Linked DNA regions of Mus musculus: region 2 is linked to region 1. A link is a contact called in public Hi-C data. All regions are on one chromosome and are shown on one strand. Each heading gives the region's core, a stretch centred on a gene start, on an enhancer-like site or on the middle of the called end of the contact. The rest is flanking DNA. Distances are from core to core; before and after follow the strand shown. Region 1 overlaps Dpp6 (dipeptidylpeptidase 6). Region 2 overlaps Dpp6 (dipeptidylpeptidase 6).

Evidence for each region. Hi-C and Micro-C count contacts between places; a contact is called where the count stands out from the background.
Region 2: a contact with region 1 is called in a Hi-C map of cortical neurons, with 2.7 times the contacts expected there. The contact joins two enhancer-like sites. A contact is called at or near these places in 1 of 484 Hi-C or Micro-C datasets (cortical neurons) and 1 of 115 datasets of contacts at active chromatin or transcription factors (SST interneurons).

Annotation. Positions count from the first base shown.
Region 1 is chr5:27,073,868-27,076,798 of GRCm38.p6, reverse strand. The region is part of intron 1 of Dpp6 (dipeptidylpeptidase 6); the gene reads right to left. Among named protein-coding and RNA genes, the nearest start is that of Dpp6, 26 kb to the right of the region's middle. Within about 2 kb of position 1,593, at least 14 of the 459 cell types and tissues checked have an H3K27ac peak or open chromatin away from gene starts, as enhancers often do. A contact at or near this core is called in SST interneurons and cortical neurons, where this site is marked.
Region 2 is chr5:27,676,017-27,678,959 of GRCm38.p6, reverse strand. The region is part of intron 16 of Dpp6 (dipeptidylpeptidase 6); the gene reads right to left. Among named protein-coding and RNA genes, the nearest start is that of Paxip1, 110 kb to the left of the region's middle. Within about 2 kb of position 1,554, at least 25 of the 459 cell types and tissues checked have an H3K27ac peak or open chromatin away from gene starts, as enhancers often do. A contact at or near this core is called in SST interneurons and cortical neurons, where this site is marked.

The DNA.
Region 1 (2,931 bases), core at 344-2,843:
ATTTTGTGTCATAATTAGGGTGTTCTGTCATAGCCTTATTCTACAGAAATAGTTTCTATTTCCTCCTGATAATTTAAAAACATTAGTCTTTAGTTCCTAGAGTCAGATAAAGGAAGCTGATTTTCTGCTCTTCACACAGGTGGATAAATGCTGTTCCCACTGATTTGTGAAAACTCTTCAGTCTTATGCTAATTTCCAGGTACAAGTTGGCATTTTCAGAGACCTAGCCTGTCTTTCCCTATGTTCCCTGAAGCTTGAGATAGGTGCTATAAATATCACCTCACAGACAGGAATGACAGCTACAGGAGTCTATACTTGGAAATCGTTAAAATCATACTGTAGTAGGAGCTATGTAAGCTGTATGTCTGTCTGTCCATTCATTAGGCTGAGTACTCTTTCTTCACCCAGTGCAGAGTACAGATCACAATTACCAAGGCCACAGGACTGGAGAGATGGCTCAGCAGTCAAGAACACTGGATGCTTTTCTCAAGAACCCAGGTTCAAGTTCCACACTCACATGGAAGGAAGCTCACAATAGTTTGTAACTCCAGTTCCAGGGGATCTGATGCCCTCTTCTGGCTTTCACGGGTATCAGACATGCAGGCAAAACATTCATGCATATGAAATAAAAATTAAAACAATAATGTAAAAAGTTACCAGGGCCTCACCTTGTGATTGATGCCCTATTGGCAGAAGCCATTTGTTCTCCATTGCCTTGCTCAGTCTTGGTCTGTTACATTTCTAGCCTTACCCTAGCTACATAATTAAAACATGCAACAGTGCACACCCCACACAGTAAAAATCATGCAAAACACCACTGTACTTGACCCCGTGGTTGCCCTGTGCAAGCAGGCAGCCCCATTTCAGCTGTTGCAGATCAGGATAGCTACAGGGGACTCTGATCAGACCATGAATATGAAGGCCAGGCACTGCAGCTCCTTGCCTTGTGGTGCTCAGACAAGCACCTCAGGACGCTTGCACCTGTGCTGTATATAGCACAGGCTCCTACTATTAGATTCACAGCGGACTCACCAGTGTTTAGAAAACCTTACCCATACCCAAAGACAAATCCTACACTTGTAGATGAAGATCCCTCATGCTGGGGGAGAATCATCCGCTTGAAGACCACTGCAAACCCTACTGCTAGAGTAACTCCAAAGTAACAACCCAATTCAGCCATGCATGGATGTCCTAAGGCTGGGAGATGCCCAGAGCCCTTTCACCATTCAGGAAAAGAGTGCTGGGTGTCACTTGTGAGGGTCCCCTATGGGAGCAACACGGCTCAGGGCATGCTATGAACGTGGGCAGGATCACAGGCCTCTGCACAAAGTCTGTTTGTGGTGATGTAATCAGATACCATTGAGCAGCTGCAGAAGAGTTCCATAGAGACCCCGGAGGTTATGGACAGAATCAGATAGGGCCAGACAGGGATGCCTTGCTGTGTAAAGGGGGGCTGCTGCAGCTTCTCCCCAGTGTGATGAACATCTCCGCTGACACAGGAGTTGTTTTTCGACGAGCTTCTGCTTGTCCCAGTCTTGCTGCGATTCTGCACAACCCTAAAAACCAGGGTCTCAGCAGTAAACTCTGCCCTCTGCTGGCAAGACTCACAAATCACACACTCCTGCTCTTCCCACGCCAGCCAGATCAGGCAGACAAATGGAAGCTGTCAAGGGGGTGCATAATGCTTTGTTTGTTTAAGAATGCTGTTTTTAATGATTGGGATTTTAGACTAATTTTGTCAACTTGACTCTTCCCATGCTCAGAAAAAGTTGAGTTGGAGAAAAGGGAAGAAACCTTCCCTGTTTCCTAGTAATCTGGTTTTGATTGACAAGGGAGGACCCTCTTCCTTGCTACTTGCTTGAAGAGATGCGAGAGCTGAGCTTATGAGCATGCTCAGTATAACACAGGTGTACCACCAGATCCAAGGAAGCACAGAAGAACGTTTCCACAGGGAGGAAATTAGATGATGGTGGGAATGGCCTGCCCATCTTGCTCACCACCCAGCAGGCAGTGGGTGCCATGGGCTCATCGTGTAATTCCTTGCAACTTATTCTAGGTTCGCACATTTCCATAAAGTGAATCTGGGCAGATCTCAGTTGGTAAAGACTGAACAGCTACAGCTGGAGAACGAAGGAAAACTCCACAGGGCTAAAGGACTCAGAAATTAGGAGCACTCGATGCTCTTTCAGAGGACCTGAGTTTAGTGTCCAGCATCCACAATAGATGGTTCAAACCACCTGTAACTCCAGCTCCTGGGATCAAATACCCTCTTCTGGCTTCTGCGTGCATCCACATGTAAATAAAATAAAATCATTGGGGGACAAAGAAAGGCCAGGGGTCGCAGTGGTCAGCAGACAGAAGGCCAAGAGACCTTTGGTCTCTCTTTTTCCTTTCTCAGATAGAAGGGTCAGAAGTGCAGCCAGTAGGCAGGCAAATCAAATCAGTGGCAGGGCACTTCCTTAGCTTTCACTCCCAGCGTCCCCATCTTTAAAATGATGCAACCAATACAAGTGCCCTGTTTATCACTGAAAGCTGAGGTAAGCCCTGTGTGAGATGTTTGTTCAGCCTTCCAGGGTAAAGCCATCTAATACAATGACATACATATGTGAGTCTTGTCCTATACTCTGGTTCTTGTCAGGCAATACAAGTGTGTGTGCATGTGACACTTGGGCATCCCAAGTTCCATAACACAGAAAGGAGGGCTCAATGAATGAGTGACTTAATAATATACTTCCCTTTTAAAACATGATTCATTCATCCATGTTAAGCCTCCCCATGGATAACTTACCTGATAGAAATTATGTGAATGTAGTCTGCAATCTCCCATGCCTTCAATTAACAAAAAGATGCAACAAAAACCATGTGCTGGGAAGTTTTGTATACTGTTTTAACTAAGGGCTCAAGGGGGGAATGCCCACCTTTTTAAAAGAT
Region 2 (2,943 bases), core at 305-2,804, 600 kb before region 1:
AAGTAGGTGTCATTATACTCCAGGGTTATGGCTGCCTGCACTCCCTGGTTTGCACACTTCCCCTCAGCCTTTGCTGTTCCATGCCATTTCCTCTCACACCAGTCCTCCTCTGGCTGCCCCTTTCCCTCCTCTTCGTCTGTCACAAACAGCCACTGCTCAACTGCCTACAGCTTTGCTTCTTGGTTCTGTAATAAACTATCCTGAGAACAGCAACTTCAGGAGGAAAGGGTAGAGGCTGCAGAGATGGCTCAGTGGTTACGAGCACTGCTGCTTTTCCAGAGGTCCTGAGTTCAATTCCCAGAAACCACATGGTGGCTCAGAACCACCTATAAAGGCATCTAATGCCCTCTTCTGGCATGCAAGTGTGCATGAAGACAGAGCACTCATACATTTAAAAAGAAAGGTAGAAAGAAGAAAGAAAGAAAGGTAGGAAGAAGTAAGGAAGAGAGGAAGAAAGAAAGGAAGAAAAAGAAGGAAGGAAGGAAGGAAGGAAGGAAGGAGAAAGGAAGGAAGGAAGGAAGGAAAGAAGGAAGGAAGGAAGAAGGAAGAAGGAAGAAGGAAGGAAGGAAGGAAGGAAGGAGAAAGGAAGGAAGGAAGGAAGGAGAAAGGAAGGAAGGAAGGAAGGAAGGAAGGAAGAAGGAAGAAGGAAAAAGGAAGAAGGAAGAAGGGGTCTATCCAGGTTACTGACCCTCATTGCAGGAGGAACTTAAAACAGCTGGTCACATGCCCAGTTGAGGGCAGGGAGAATAAACGCATGCGTGTTTGTGCCCAGCTCATACTTTCTCCTCATTCAATCCAAGGCCCAGCCCGTGAAATGGTGCTGCCCACATTAAGGATAATCTTCCTACATAATTAGCCCAGTTAAGGAAACCTTCACAGACATGCCCACAGGCCAGGCCAGGCTAGAAAATCCCCCCGAGACTCTTTCCTAATGTGATTCTACTTTATGTCAAGCTGACAGTTAAACAAGTGCTTCCCTTTTTGTTTGTTTTGGTGCCACACTGTACCTTCTCCTATGCCCTTCATACTTCTGAACTGTTCACAGGTTCTCTAAGCCCTACCAGAAGGTAGAGAGGACCAGGCCTGAGCTGAGGCACTAGGGATATGCTGGTAACCAGCTAACCTTCTTTAAAGGTTCTTCCAATTTTTCTTCTCCTAGATTCTGGACTCCCTGAGGGTGGTCCTCCCTGTGTTTCATCTTCTTGTGTTTAACATTGAGCCTGGTGTCTGCCTCACACTCAATACCACAGAAGGACTTCTCAAGACCAGGGTTCAGTTCTGTGTCCCCTAGTGAGTCAGACGCATTCCAACCAGGTGGTGATGTTCATGCATGGGGAAACCCTGACACTAAGAACTAGGAAACCATGTACAGCCCAGCAGGGGTTCTTGTGTAGAGCAATGTGCAGGGCTGCAGCGCCCTCTTGTGTACAGGCCGTACCCAGGGCTTCGGCATGGAGATCTATGGGATTTCTGCAAAGGTTCAGCTTCACTGTGCACAGAGAGCAAACTAAGCAGCTGTGGTCCTCTGACAAGTGCAAGGAAGACCTGGCTCTCAGCCACTGCTGGGTACTGTGGGACTGACTCATCTGTGAAAGGTGGGGGTAGGGTTGGCTGCTGTGGTGGGAGGAGGTGAGCACTGGCCTCCTGTGGATGCTCTCCCAGTCACCCCATACATCCCTAAGTGTGTCAGCACCCGCCAGGGGCTATGCACCCAGAATATCTTGGCTCCAACAGATTTCCTGTGACACAGTGGGGGAGTGCCTTGCTGTCAGTCCCCACAGGGATGTTCCAGCACCCACAGAATGGAATGCCAGTTGGTTTTAAGTGTCCTCTCCCACCCCTTTAAACCCTTTGGTGGTGGTGGTATCCTCTCTCATCATAGATCTGGGTCCACACACAGAAGATTCTCAGCAACAAGCTGATGTAAACAGGAGGGGAGGTTACGGCTGGCTTAGGGGAAAGGTGATGTACACGGGAGGGGAGGTCATGACTGGCTTAGGGGAAAGGTGATGTACATGGGAGGGGGCACACCAGAGCAATCACCACAGTCCCTGCAAGACCCGCAGAGTCAAGGCTCACTGCAGAGACCAGATCTCATGTGGCCACTTGAAATTCCAGCTCAGCACCACCAGGATTTCTCTGGGGCTTTCTTCTATGTTCTCATGTGTTCAACCTCCATGCCCAATAACAAGGAACTTGGCTCTCATTATCACTGACATCTAACTCATCAAATCCACCCCCTGAGTGAAAACACTTTCAGCTATCATATGTGTGTGTGTGTGTGTGTGTGTGTATGTTAATCCTAACACTTCAGAGGCAGAGGCAGGTGGATCTCAAACTCTGTGAGTTTGAAGCCAGCCTAGTCTACATGGTGAGTTTGAGGCCATCCTGGTCTACATAGTGGAACTTTGTTTCAGAAAGAGGTAAGAAGGGATAGGAGTGACACAGGTGCAGTATTTCTATGTGTCCCTGCAATGAACAATATTTTCTATAACTCCTGCCCCCTAAGCTCTCCCACCATGTTTGCCTCCATATTCCATGTTGCATTCATTCCTATGGGTACCATGACATTACACCCTGGCCTATCTCTCACCATGGGTGGGCCCAGAGGTAGAGGACTACCCATATCACTGGGCTGGGCTTAGTCATTCCATGCTGGACTGTTCTGTGAGGATGCATGCTCTACCCCTGCCCAGGAAAGGCTTTGGGTAAGAGAATCAAGGAGAAGGGAGGAGAAGGAATGATAAGGGAAAAAGAGGCGATGAAGGTAAGGGGGGGGGGAGGAAGGGAAAAAAGAAAGAAAAGAAGAAAGGAATAGGGCACTTGTGATTTCATCATTCCATGGGTGCCTTCACATGTGTCCGAGACCGGGTGAGGTACAGCACCCACCCTGAGTGGGTCTCTGTGGCAACTCTTAAAACAGCAGACATTACCATTCCAAAT